3 separate regions of the Mus musculus genome follow, and regions 2 and 3 are each linked to region 1. Evidence: chromatin contacts called from public promoter capture Hi-C data. All regions are on one chromosome and are shown on one strand. Each heading gives the region's core, a stretch centred on a gene start, on an enhancer-like site or on the middle of the called end of the contact. The rest is flanking DNA. Distances are from core to core; before and after follow the strand shown. Region 1 overlaps Pdgfa (platelet derived growth factor, alpha). Region 2 overlaps Sun1 (Sad1 and UNC84 domain containing 1). Region 3 overlaps Fam20c (family with sequence similarity 20, member C).

The links. Promoter capture Hi-C pulls out the DNA fragments that hold promoters and counts their contacts. Capture Hi-C pulls out chosen DNA fragments and counts their contacts.
Region 2: a contact with region 1 is called in a promoter capture Hi-C map of adipose tissue, with 2.4 times the contacts expected there. The contact joins two enhancer-like sites. A contact is called at or near these places in 1 of 39 promoter capture datasets (pre-B cells), 1 of 484 Hi-C or Micro-C datasets (bone marrow-derived macrophages) and 2 of 9 other capture datasets (adipose tissue and macrophages).
Region 3: a promoter capture Hi-C map of liver shows a contact between it and region 1, with 2.8 times the contacts expected there. The contact joins two enhancer-like sites. A contact is called at or near these places in 3 of 39 promoter capture datasets (3T3-L1-derived adipocytes and liver) and 1 of 9 other capture datasets (adipose tissue).

What each region holds. Positions count from the first base shown.
Region 1 is chr5:138,978,918-138,983,426 of GRCm38.p6, reverse strand. Pdgfa (platelet derived growth factor, alpha) reads left to right here. Exons shown (of 6, transcript NM_008808.4): 5 at 4,155-4,281. Among named protein-coding and RNA genes, the nearest start is that of Pdgfa, 14 kb to the left of the region's middle. Within about 2 kb of position 2,641, at least 43 of the 459 cell types and tissues checked have an H3K27ac peak or open chromatin away from gene starts, as enhancers often do. A contact at or near this core is called in adipose tissue and liver, where this site is marked.
Region 2 is chr5:139,218,669-139,223,177 of GRCm38.p6, reverse strand. All of the region lies in intron 2 of Sun1 (Sad1 and UNC84 domain containing 1), which reads right to left. Among named protein-coding and RNA genes, the nearest start is that of Sun1, 20 kb to the right of the region's middle. Within about 2 kb of position 2,452, at least 24 of the 459 cell types and tissues checked have an H3K27ac peak or open chromatin away from gene starts, as enhancers often do. A contact at or near this core is called in adipose tissue, where this site is marked.
Region 3 is chr5:138,789,083-138,793,591 of GRCm38.p6, reverse strand. It overlaps Fam20c (family with sequence similarity 20, member C), which reads right to left. Exons shown (of 10, transcript NM_030565.6): 4 at 313-405. Among named protein-coding and RNA genes, the nearest start is that of Gm5294, 29 kb to the left of the region's middle. Within about 2 kb of position 2,356, at least 3 of the 459 cell types and tissues checked have an H3K27ac peak or open chromatin away from gene starts, as enhancers often do. A contact at or near this core is called in liver, where this site is marked.

The DNA.
Region 1 (4,509 bases), core at 1,392-3,891:
CACTTTGAGATCCTAGGCAGATGCTATATGTACTACTAAGCCAGGCACCCAGCCCTCCATGGTTTTTATTGTGAGACAGGGCTCAATTAAATCACTGAGGTGATTTTTGAGCTCACTCTGTAGCCTAGGGGGGCCTTGAACTCATGCTTCAGCTTCTCAGTTGTTGGCTGGGATGATACCTGAGCAGCCCAGGACCTTACCCTGTTTGGCCTCCTGTGCCCTTCCTGCTGTGCTCAGCATGGAACACCTGACCCCAAGTGCTAGCAGTGTTCTCCATACCCTGTTGTGGAGATGGGAGAAGGACGCCCCGTGGGCCTGCCTGCACCTCGCAGCATAGCTGAGCCCATGGAGTGTTTAGCTTGGACAGAGGTGAGCCTTCTGTCTACATTCCATGGGACTGCTAAGGGGTCAGGTCAGCTCTGAGCCATCATTTGACCTGACTGCTGACGACTCAGTCTCCAACATGCAGGACGTAGGGGCTCTGCTGGGTTAGGCTCCAGGCTTCTGAAGGTGCCCCCAACTTGAGTAGGGTCTGAAGCTATGTCCTAAGGAAAGTCCCAGCTGGGCTCCATCATTTGGCTTGTGCAAAGATTTCAGAGAAGGTGGCCAGGCAGGCTTTAGTCTTGAAGGAGCAAGTCTCTCGGTCCCTCCAATGAAAGGCTTGAGATCCAAGGAGGCTGGGGCAGCGTGACAGAAAACACCTGGGATGTGCTTGATGCTTATCAAGCTGTGAGCCCTCAGCCAGGTGGGACAGGGGTGCCCCAGCCTTTAAGTCCCAGCCCAGCTTCCCCCGTCACTGGATGTCCATGGGGCACTTTGGGAGCCATAACCTAATGTTCTCTTGGTCAAGTTAAAGGATTGTTGTGGGAAGGTCCCAGGTCTCTGTGCTGTGAGACCTTGGGGGCTCATTCCTTTTATGTCTAGCTGAGTAGGAAGCAGAGGAGTGAGGGGCCTGGGCAAGCTGTCCACTTGCCAGCCCCTGGTTCCTCATCTAGTAGAATAGGCTCCAGTTGGGTCCATGCAGCTGACCTGCAGGAGGGACTGTGCCCTGTGCTCAGCTCAATCAGCACTGGCTTTTATCATAGACATCACTGTCCTGAGGCTTGGAGTAGAAAGACAACCCCCCCACCCCTCCTACCCCTCCTCCGTGCAGAGGAGTGATTGGATAATGGCCTGGCCAGGTGATCCTCTGCGTTAAACTTGAGGGAGCTCTGGAATGCATGGGGCACAAGTGGGAAAATGTAATATTCATAACATGTTCTGTGTGTGTGTGTGTGTGTGTGTGTGTGTGTGTGTGTGTGCGCGTGCGTGCGGGGGGGGGGGGGGTGTAGGGGTGGTTGTAGCCATTTCCTGGCCAGACAGAGGTGGCAGAGCGGCTGGAATCCTTGCATTCCCAAGGCAGGTGCTACTATAAACCGCTGTTTGTTTCTGTCTGATAACCATGGGCCTGTCTGGAAGAATGGGCCTCCCCAGCTGGAGCGGCTCATGAGTTGCTCCTCATGCAGGGGACCCCTAGGCTCAGTGGAGAAGGTTGTACTTGCCCTGCAGGCAGGGTTTGGGTCAGGCTGCAGGGCTGTAGTTAAAACCAAGCCAAGTCCCCTTCTGACAGCCTGTGCTCAGGGCCGCGTGAGGCTACCTGGTTCCCACCACAGAGGCTGTGGTGGAAGAGGAGAGCACCCACCACTGGTGTCTGTGGCCGTGGTCTCTTTCAGGCTTCTTCTTCTTTTTTTTTTTTTTTTTAAATCTAGGCAGTCTAGGAGTTTGCTGGATCACCAAAGGCAATAGACATCTTTGGAGGTTGGGGACTGTGGCATCTCTGCCTACAGCTCCTCTTGGGACTGGCTGATGTTTTTCTTTTGGAAGAAGTTCTCCCTCCCTGACCTACCTCAGGGCTCTTGAAGGGGAGAGACAGGGGTTGCCCTTCTGTTCCCTGGGGTGGAGTGTGAGACCCTGAGCTTAGGGACCGGGGATTGCATTGCTTCTGGGGACATGGTGACTTCCTGAACAGTGTTTGGGGGCTAATTTTAGTAAGGAGCCTTGTGTGAATATTGATTTTGTTGAAGCTAGCTCCTCCTATAGGGTGGCTGTGTCCCATTTCTAGGTGATTTTTTACTGTTGTGTCTTTTGTTTGTTTTGGGGTACATGGTCTTATAGCTGGGGGCTGGCGTGGAACTCATATTGTAGACAAGGCTGGACTTGAGGCAAATCCTCCAGCCTCAGCCTACCCCACCATACCCACTTGACCTCTGGCTGCCGCTGCAGAGAAAACTTTATTCTTTCATGAGCTACCTGGGTGGGTGTGACCACTGTCCCTATTTCACAGGTCAGGTTGGAGGTATCTGGATAGCATAGCCCGACCCAAATGCCCAGGTTGGCCCAGCACTCCACCAAAACATTTTGAGCAAGACCCCTGGGCAGAAGCCTGCCACATGCCTACAGCTCTCAGGGGAAGACCCTCCTTGGCTTTCACGGCCCCAAGTTGCTGTCCCTCCCGCTTTCTGACGTAGTGAAACCTCCTGGGCTGGCCCTTGACCCCTGACCCCTGGCCCCACGCCCTCCATGCTGAGCTCATACTTGGCAGACTCTGTTCACACCTGGGGCACCCATTCTACTTCCCACGCCCGCCAGGCACCCGGCACCCTTTGCACCCATGTTAACCATTAATGTAGCCAAGTCGGTAGCCACAGCAGAGTCTGGCTGAGTCTGGTCCCCAGGACTCTGAAAGCTGCCTGGCCTGGTACTCTGGCGGATGGCTGACCATAGCTTCCAAGGGTCCTCTTGGTGCCTGAGCTTTAATACCCTTGGGAGAACACTGGGGAGTGTTCTCCTGCCCAAGCTCCCCCGGTCACTCTGGGTGGGCCACGCACTGTTTCCAGCATTGAACGTCACAAGGCTGCCACTGCTAGGTGCTCTAAGCCACCCGGAGTGGGTTCAGTACTGCTGTAGCCTCAGTTTCCCTAGTGTATGGCGGGATGTGAGGTAGAGACCCCTTAGGGCTGCTCTGGGAGTCGGACACAGATTTGGCACTGGTTGTATGCAGTTCTGCAGTGCTGGGAGGGTGGCTGTTCTCTGACACTTATTCCAGGTGGCATCGAGGTTGGAACAAGCCGCCAGCCACGCTCTCCGGGTCACCTCAGGAGAGGGCTGGTTGTGCCTGATTTTTCTTTTCTATCTGTGGAGGTGACAATCCTGCCTCCTCACTCACTGGCTGGCCAGGAGGGTTAAATGAGTCCTGGTGTCTGGATTCTGAGGGAGGTGACCTAGAGGGTTCCCTAATGCCACGTCATGCTGGAATGGAGCAGGGTGCATGGCCCCAAGCTGCCTCCTGGTGCAGCAGTTGGTGGGGGCTGGAGTGGGTTAAGGAACTACTGGATGAGGGGGGAGGGAGTGTGTGGAGTTGCATTCCTCTGTTGGGAGCTGTGTGCACGACTCACAGTCTGTGGGGGTGGAGTTGGCACACTCACGACCCGAGTGTTGCGAGGATGAGGCTGTAGTGCTCCGCATCTGGCCAGGACGATGGGAGCCTTTGCCTGGGGTTCTAGAATCCGGTAGAAACTTTCTGTACCACCTGGAGGTGTGTTGCTGGGTTGGCGTGTCTCTCAGAGACCACAAGTTGGGAGGGTTCCCTCCATCAGCAAGCTTTGTAGCCACACTGCTGTTCCTAGCCAAGACTCTGGGTTCTTACTAACAAAGGGAGTAGTAGTATGTTCCACCATCCTACGTCCAGCTCACCCTTTCTTGGCTGACGCCCTTCAGATCTTTTGGGCAATTAGGAGTCTTAAGTTCCTAGTTCTCTTGCCTCCACGTCCTGAGCCCTGGGATTACAGGCTTCTGCCGCCACATTCATTCAGTTTATATGATGCTGGGGATGGAACTCAGGGCTTTGTGACTGCTGAGGAAGTGCTCTGGTAGCTGAGCCACATCCCTTGCTGTGTAGTCCAGGCTGACCTCGAGCTTCTGGCTGCTGGGACAGAAGCTGCCGGGACGGCAGCTGTAGGCCTAGTATCGTTGGGGTTTATTTCGAATGAAAGCAGACCTGAGCTCAAGGGAAGATGCCTTGAAGAGAGTTAGGTATCTGAGTCCTGGTTTGGGGTGCCCCAAGCAGGTCTCCTTTGGGTACATGGTTTTGACACTGGCTTTTGTTTCCTCGGCAGGTGGCCAAAGTGGAGTATGTCAGGAAGAAGCCAAAATTGAAAGAGGTCCAGGTGAGGTTAGAGGAACACCTGGAGTGTGCATGTGCGACCTCCAACCTGAACCCAGACCATCGGGAGGAGGAGACAGGTGAGTGGCCAACACTGTCTGATTTGCTGTGTGTGGGTCCTGAGGGATATGGGATGAGTGATCTGTCACATCTGACCCAGCCAAGCCCATCACAGCGATGGGAAAAGTTGCTTGAGTAAACAAGTCAGCAGGCCTGGATTTGCCAGCTGTCCACACTAGCTTGCAGAGTGACAGTCAGGGAAACTGCCTGCAGGTGCCACCTCCAGGTGGAACAGTAGACACTGGATT
Region 2 (4,509 bases), core at 1,203-3,702, 240 kb before region 1:
GGAAAAGCCTGTTACGTCCAATGCCTCCCTGGCAGTTGTCAGCTCAGTGCAGTGGACAGAATGTATTTTCACTCTGAGTGATACCCAGTTTGTTTAGGCCAGAAGAAGGCAGCTGGCTGCCCACTCAGGTACTCTTGGGTTAAGACTATGCTACCCCCATCAGCAGCACCCATCTTCATCAAGACACAAGGAACCTAGTACCACTGGAGAAAAAGCTGCAGTGATGAGGGTGACGACCGATAAGCATGAGGCAGCTAGGGGGAAGAGGCAAAGAGTGCTGTCGGTTGGACACCTCATGAGAACAAAGTAGGTGAGGGAACAGCAGACACCTTGGGGAACACTCCTTTATGGGCAACCTTAGCAGCCATGAGGTTAGAGGCTTTCAAGCCATAATTATGTCCTGTTAACACAAGGGCTCTGGAGCCTTGAGGGTCTGGGTGATGTAAGACCTTACAGATGGAATACCAAGCCAGCCTGGTAAGCACCACTAGTCTGACTACTCAGAAGGCGATGCAATTGGCGTCAGCAGGCATGGACTTTAGGATACTCTGGTGTACCAGATTAACGGCCAAGACAGGATGAGATAGGAGCTGACAGCATGTGTTCAATGAGAACACTAGCTAGCTAGTTTCAGTGAACCCTAAAATCAGACAACTTCCTTCTAGCAAAGTACTGTATATAATTATGGCTTTAGTTTACAAAGATGATATTTTACATCAGAATTAATCTTGCAGATATAGACCAGAACTGTGATAGTTTGGATAAGAATGGCTTGCATAGTCTCATATACAATGCTTAGTCCCCATGGAGTAGAACTATTTGAGAAGGATTAGGAGGAATGGCTTTGTTGATGGAATAATCCCCTGAAATTGTACACAAGTCTCTGATTAAATGTTTTTGTTTTTAAGAGTTGCTTTGGTCATTGTGTCTCTTTACAGCAACAGAACAGTGACTAAGGTTCCCCTTCCTCAACACACATTCACCCTCAGATTCTAGCTGCTAGGTAAGGGAGCCTCACAGCTCAGGGAGTGTTTGATCCTGTAGTATGGTAGGAAGAGCAAAGGCTGTCTGCTGCTATTCTGTATGCAAAGGACCAGACTGTCCTGCAAGAGACACATGGAAGGCTAAGAGAAAACAGAAACTGTTCCACTCACACTGCTTACTATGGGCTGGATATGAAATGACGCCACAGGGTATGTGGATAAAGGCTTCATCTCTAGCTGCAGGAGCTGATCTGAAGCATTCTGGAAACAATAGGTAGGGCCTGAGACTGTGCCTTTCAAAGTTATGCTTGGTCTCCAATTATTTCCATGTTCTCTGTCCTGGTTCATCAATGAGGTAAGCAACTCAGCTCGATTATACATCCCATGGTCCAGAATCAACAGCCAAGGACCACAGCCTGAGACCCGCAAAACTGTGAGTCCAATTACACCTTCCCCAAAGGCTTCTGACCCGTATTTTTCCACTGATGAGAAGGTTGACACACTGTGAAAGAAACTCACATAAGTCTCTACATAACACATAAGCTCAGAAGTATCTAGAAGGTTCTCACACGTTCTCTGTGTGCTGGGCAATGAAGAATTCGAAATCTTGATAGCACAGCAGCGTCTGGGACAGAGATACAAAAGGAAAGGGAAGAAAGAGGGGACCAGCTCCCCTACTGACCTCCAAATGAAGAACCGGACTTGACAGTTTCCAGGTCTCTACTGTTTATCTGCTGTATCCCCAGTTCTGTAGGGACTGTAGTTTAGTGTGTCACCAGCTACCCAGGTTGTCCAGGCTATAACCTATTACCCCTAAGCATGGTTTCCATTCATAAGGACACCTAGAGCCGGATGCAGGAGGGACCCTGCATCCCACTCCAGGCAGCATAAACCCCTGAATCCTGAAGCATTTTTAGTAGCTGTGTTTACAGGCTCCATCCAGGACAGGAAGAACAAAGTGGCAGATGAAGACACAGACGCTAGTTATAAGTCTCAAAGACTATCCTGAGAAAAAAAGTAACAGCTCTTATAGACCCACTCTCCAAGAACTTAGTTATTAGAAAAAAAATTAAATTTTACATTGAGCAGGGGTGGGGCTGGCAGAATTTTATGTGCAGGTCAGAGGACAACTTTGAACAACAATTCTCTCTTCCCATCATTTGTTTCCCAGGGATAGGAGTCAATTCATTGGACTTGGTAGTTATATGTGATTTAACCCATTAAGCCTGTGGAATCCATAGACCCTCGAATTCACTTTGTAGCCTAGGCAAGTCTCTAACCTACTGTCTCTGCTCTATTGAGTGGCAGCTGCTGTCACAGACACACACACATATACACACATAGAGTTCCTCAAAGAGGGAAGCCTGACACACACCCTTCCTTCCTTCCTTCCTGCCGTAGCAACTAGCGTCCTGAAGCCATGTCCTGTGCCCTATACTGGGTCCCTCCCAGCCTCCAGGGACCCTTTCTTATTAGTCACTTCTTTCAATCTCCACACCTTAGGTTCTCCTGTGGGTCCTACCACAGCATCCAGACTCATATCAGGGCCCTGACGTGAAAAGTAACAAATATACTTAGCCACATGGTGCCCCAGTCCAGCAGAGCAGCTCACCCCCGAGGCCCTGGCTTCAAGCAGCTGACTCAGTGTTCAGTCCCACCACTGGGCTTTCTATGTATTTGGCCTGCTACAGCCTCCTGGCTCCTAGGCACACTGAGGCTGGCTAACTGCAGTCACCTCACCCCCTGTAGGCAGCCTCCCTCCCTCCCTCCTCCCAGAGAGAAAGTAGGACTGTCTACAGAGCATACAGTTCAAGACCAGAGGGCTTCTGGGAGAGGTTTCCTCTCTGAGGGAGGCAAAGGCAGCTGCTGTGACCCTTGTGAGCAGCTGACTGGGCTGACAACAGGTGGGTCCAAGAACAACACAAGCCACCTCAATCCTCCAAGAGGAGCCTCGAGTCTTCTCTAGACAATGACACAAGACTCTATCATAGCACTGGGCATGGAGCCATGCCAGGCTAGCAACACATAACTGAACTTCAGCACAGCCTCGTAAGATCCTCTCAACAAATAAAGTCAGCAGCTGCAGAGATAAATCCGTTAGTAAAGTGCTTGGAATACAAGCGGCAGTTTAATCCCCAGCACCCACAAAAAGTAAGAATGGGTAGCCTGTGAGTGTAACCCCAGTACCAGGCAGATCCCTACCAGCCAGCCTACCTCAGTCAATGAGTCTCAGGTTAGGATCCTGTCTCAAAAATAAGGTAGAGCCAGGCATGATGGCGCACACCTTTAATCCCAGCACTTGGGAGGCAGAGGCAGGCAGATTTCTGAGTTCGAGGCCAGCTTGGTTTACAAAGTGAGTTCCAGGACAGCCAGGGCTACTCTCTATAAGCCAGGCTGGTGTGTGTGTGTGTGTGTGTGTGTGTGTGTGTGTGTGTGTGTGTGTGTGTGCATGTATGTATATATGTATGTATGTATGTATGTATGTATGTATGTATTTAGAGATAGGGTCTGAATTACCCTGGAACTCTCTGTACTGGCTAGTTTTGTGTCAACTTGACACAGCTGGAGTTATCACAGAGAAAGGAGCTTCAGTTGAGGAAATGCCTCCATGAGATCCAACTGTAAGGCATTTTCTCAATTAGTGATCAAGGGGGAAAGGCCCCTTGTGGGTGGGACCATCTCAGGGCTGGTAGTCTTAGCTCTATAAGAGAGCAGGCTGAGCAAGCCAGGTGAAGCAAGCCAGTAAAGAACATCCCTCCATGGCCTCTGCATCAGCTCCTGCTCCCTGACCTGCTTGAGTTCCAGTCCTGACTTCCTTTGGTGATGAACAGCAGCATGGAAGTGTAAGCCGAATAAACCCTTTCCTCCCCAACTTGCTTCTTGGTCATGATGTTTGTGCAGGAATAGAAACCCTGACTAAGACAAATTGGTACCAGAAGTGGGGTATTCCTGTGACAACCTGACCATGTTTTGGGGAGGACTGTGGAAGGACTTTGGAACTTTGGGCTTGAAGATCCATCCATTGTTAAGACCTCTGTCGGATGTTGTGTAGGAGCTTGGAAGATAATGTTGAGAACACTGCAGAAGTTGGAGCTCTGGTGTGTGAAATTTCAGAGGGAAAATTAAAGACTCTTTTCAGGGCCATTCCTGTTTTGATTGTGAAGATTCTGTAGTTCTGGTTAGCTGGGGCTGAAGAATCAGCTGTGATTAACAAGATACCAGAACTACTAAAGCAAAAACTTTGCATTACTGGGACTATTGATGCTGGTTAGCTGGAGCTAAGAAATTAGCGGTGATTAAGAAGAGACCAGCATCATTGAGGTGACATCTTCTGGGAAGTATTTTCTGAAAGCACAGTGGCTGTGTTCCAGATATAGCCAAAGTTGTACCTTGTGCTGTGGCTGGACTTGGTAATGTGTAAGGGTCACCCAGGTGGTACTGGTTTTGAAGGCATGAAGGAGTTGAGCAGAGCAGCTGAGGCTTGGCACTGTGAGAGGCCATGGAAGGCCATTGGTGAAAGTGCAGC
Region 3 (4,509 bases), core at 1,107-3,606, 190 kb after region 1:
TAGTGTGGGTTCAGTCTCTAGCAATCAAGTGTGGTGGCACATGCTTATAACCCCAGCACTGAGGGACAGAGACAGGAGGATTCCTGGGGCACACCAGCCAGCCAGCCAGCCAGCCAGCCATCTGCCTAGTCTACTTGAAGAGTTCCAGTGATTCCGAATACGGGGCAGCTTCTAAGAAATGATACCTGAGGTTCTCCTGTAGCTACAAAGATTCCTAAGGCCAGGCCATGCTTCTCAGTAGGTGGCATGCACGAGGACATAGCTGAATCTGGATCCAGATGGCTCTTGCCAGTGTGAATGGAGGAGACTTACCTGTCCAGGTGGAAGGCAGCGATCTCCGCATTGTGCCTCTCATAGTCAGAGAAATAAAAAAAGTCAGGCGGCGTCTCCTGCTCTCTCGTCTGCCTGTAGAACACAGATAGAGACAGGAAGAGTCTGTCACAGAGGGGACTCTCTGGATTGAGGGGACAAGCAGAGGTGTGGGTGCCGCTGGAACTCAAGCTGACACCCATTTCTAGGTGTTCTGCTAATCAGCTGTCAGAGGATCATCATCGAGGGTTAAATGAAAGGGACTGTGATGGCTCAGTGGCTAAAGATGCTTGCTGCCAAAGCGAAGACCTGATTTCAACCCCCAGGACCCACATGGCCGGAGAAAAGCAATGCCTACAAATTGTCCTCTGACCTCCACATGTGCTGTGGCATGCATACTGCCCCTTCCCCCCGCCCCGGGCCCCATAAATAAGCCTATGTTTCTTTTAAAAATAAATTATAGGCAGTGGGGAGATGGTTCAAATGACTAAAATGAATGCTTTGGGACCTGAGTTTAATCTTCAGGACCCACACTTAAAAAGCCAGTTCTGGGGGGAGGTAGACCGGAGGATCCCCAGGGCGCACTGGCTAGCCAATCCAACCCTACGCCGTGAGTTTCTAACCAGCGAGGAGAAAAGAAACCCAAGGTGCACCAGGTGTGGTGGCACATGCTTTTAATCTCAGCATTCAGGAGGCAGAGGCAGGCAGATCTCTGTGAGTTCTAGGTCAGCCTGGTCTACAAGCAAGTTCAAGGTCAACCAGGGCTGCATAGTGAGACCCTAACTTTAAAACAAACAAACAAATCCAAGGTAGATGGTGTCTAAGGGTGACACCTGCTGTTGACTTGAGTCCAGGTACACACAGGCACATACATGTACGTACCCACTTGCACATGCTTGTACACACACACTCTCTCTCTCTCTCTCTCTCTCTCTCTCTCTCTCTCTCTCTCTCTCTCTAAATTATTTAAATTCCCAATGTGTCACACATTCAAGGCCCTAACCCCACAAGACTCATGGCTTCTTAGCTGTCCGTTTTGTTGCTCTGTTTCCTGAATTCTTCAGTGTAGGTCCAACACCCTATAGTAGCAGACACACTGTGTGCCAGGTGAGGACACATGCTTTTCCTGGCCCACACTTAGAAACTTCATCAGTAGGGGATTTGGGTAAAGAGCAGGCCCTGGGTTTCCATCTGTTGGGTCCTGTTGCTCTGTTCCTATGGCTGTGTATTCATTCAGTGAGGCTGGGTATTTGGTGATGACTTTTGCCCTGGCCCCAGAGGAACAGAGGTAGCACACAGCAAAGAACACATACTGTGGTCCAGGATTCCTGGTAATTCCTACTCCTGCCCCACTGCCTAACCCTGCCATGACATCTTCTCTTGGATGGCAGGTCTTGGAGGGTTGACGCCAGGCCATCTGGGGCTGTTCAAGAGCAGTGAGCAGGGAGATGCTAGCAGGCACATCAGAAGCTGCTCCCGAGCAAGAGAGGCTGCACTTGCCTCAGTCATGTCTGCGTCCCTGCTCAGAGGAATCAAAGTGGTGAGCGTTGGCCACATCTGGCCCTCTGGCAGATGGCCTGGTGTGGTTCACATCCACAACCACAGAAAGCCTTCTGCTGCACCAGGGAAGCTTTAGAGCCCTTGAGAGGAGCAAGCCTCTCAACTTAAGACACTTTCTATATCAAAGGGCATGACCCCTGAGCTCTCAGGACCCTGGGAGAGCAGCTGAGAAGAGCAGGGAGCTTGCTGAATGGACAGGGGAACCCTCAGGTCCCCACAGGGCCCTTTCTCAGTCAGGAAGTTCAAAGGTCATTTAATGCTAGCCAGGGACTCTCATGCACCCATCCCGGACTCACAGGCTGTTCAGCTTGGGTCTTGGCACCATGCCTCTGTGTGTGTGTGTGTGTGTGTGTGTGTGTGTGTGTGTGTGTGTGTGTGGTGTGCATGTGTGCACACGCGCACACGCCCATCCTCTCTAGGCACTAACACCCCTGCCTCCCACAGTGAGCAGGAGACAACCCTGGAAGGACTGGCATTTGACCTTCCCCGTCTCCTTGCCAGCCAAAGATACGGAAGCCAGGTAGCTATGAAAGGTCACCGTCACTCCACAAGAATCAAAGTTCCCTCTGCTGACGTAATTTGACCTTGATGTGGAATTGTTAGCCTGCCATTGCCCAAAGTCTTGTCTGAAGCAATGTTAGCATGAAATCTGGACCCTCCCCGGCTCCCTGCTTCCACCCTGGGCCATACATTCAAGCGAGAACTCCTCCCAGGATGTGGTCCTGGGGCTCAGCCCTGATCAGTGGGCACTTTCGGGCCTCCTAGGCCTGGATGCTCCCACAATGGAGTCCCACACACCTTCCAGCTTTAGATTCTTCCTTGCAGAGACACAGCTGAGGTTGCTGGGCCCTCCCAGTCCTCAGTCACACTGGCAGGTGAGGCTGATGCCCCCTACATTGCTGAGTGATTAGATTTATGTACAAGGTATGCACAAGTGGCCTGGGTGGGGTTCAGGTGGTGGGCAGTGGCCAACTATCTCTGATAGTTTCCTGACTTGATCAAACGTTTCCTCCTTAGTCTTCCAGAAGCCAGTGTGGGAAGGCGTGTGTGCATGCCTGTGCATATGCGCGCGTGTGTGTGTATGTGTGTGTGTGTGTGTGTGTGTGCTCGCGTGCGTTGTGAGGGGTAATAGGGGCCCATGGCTCAATGGCCACTCACTTTGACGGGCTGATGACTAGGAATGGCAGTGGCTGTACACGGGTGCATGTGAAAGCTAGAGGAAAACCCCGAGTGTTGTTTTTCGGGAGCATCCCATCTGTTTGTCTTTTGTTATTGTTTGTTTTCTCAGACAGATTCTCATGTAGTCCTGGCTGTCCTGGGGCTCACTATGTAGACCAGGCTGGCTTCAAACTCACAGAAACCTGCCTGAGTCTGCTTCCTAAATGCTGGGAGTAGAAGTTTATGCCACCAGGACAGCCTTATCCACCTTTTCTTTTCTTTTTTTTTTTTCCTTTCAGGTCTTTCATTGGCCTGGAACTCACAAAATTGGCCCGGCTGGCTGGCCAGAAAGCTCCTGGAATCTGTCTGTCTCAGACTTCCTATGCTAAAGTTACACATATGCACCCCAATGTCCTATAGTGAAAGATGAAAGAATCTGTCTCAGCCCTCCCTGGTCTCAGCCGCCTACTGTAACTAACTGTACGGGGCCTGTGCTCAGTGTTCTCTGAGGTCCATGCCTAGGCAAGCAGTTTAATGGCTGAGCTATGTTCCCAGCCTCCTCTCTCCCAGAGTGGGGGTGTCGACAGACTGATAAGCTTGTTGAATGGATATCTACCACACAGTGGCTGCTGAGGGTCCATGCAGGGCTGAGATGGTTAAGTTCTGACCACCCACAACAAGCGTGCATATGCTGACACATGCATACAGTCATACATACACACACACACACACACACACACACACACACACACAGAGGAACTCCATGTATATTAACAATGTGCACATGTGTGTGACACACAGACACCCTACGGAATAGGCTGATGGGGGGACTTTAGAGAGCAGGAGTTAAGACAAACTCCTCTGATGTTTTCTAGGTTCAGCTGTGCAGAGGGGACTTGAAAAGGCAGCCTGTGACTACCTCCCACCTACCTGAAAAGCCTCAAAGCTGGGGAATCTATCAGCAACTTTCCTCTGGACTGCATGGGCTCTGTAGGTAAAATACAGCTTGTGCGGGGCTGAGGACATGGCTCAGTTGGTAAAGTGTCTGTCTAGCGTGCATAAGGTCCTGGGTTCTATCCCCAGTACCACATAAACCAGGTGTGACGGTAAGCACCTGTGATCCTAGTACTTTCGGGGGTGGAGGCTGGAGGAACAGAGGTTCAAGGTCATTCTGGGTTACTTGAGATCTTGTCTTAAAATTAAAATTAAAATTAAAAAAAAAAAAGAAAAGGAAAGAAAACTTGCATGGCCACTTTTGCTGACTTAATTAAGTAAGCCCTCTTCCCTCCTACCTGCTGGATGTCCCAGGAGGGCAGCTGTGATGCCCCACAGTTGGCTTTTGCCAGTGCCGTGCCTTCCCCTTCTGGAAAGCCTGACTTGGCTGACTCACCTGCAGGTCTTATCCCGGCGGGTAAAGTCAGAGCAGGGGGTGGGGGTTCCCTCCCCAGGAGCACTTGGCAGTGTGACACTGGAGGGCATTGT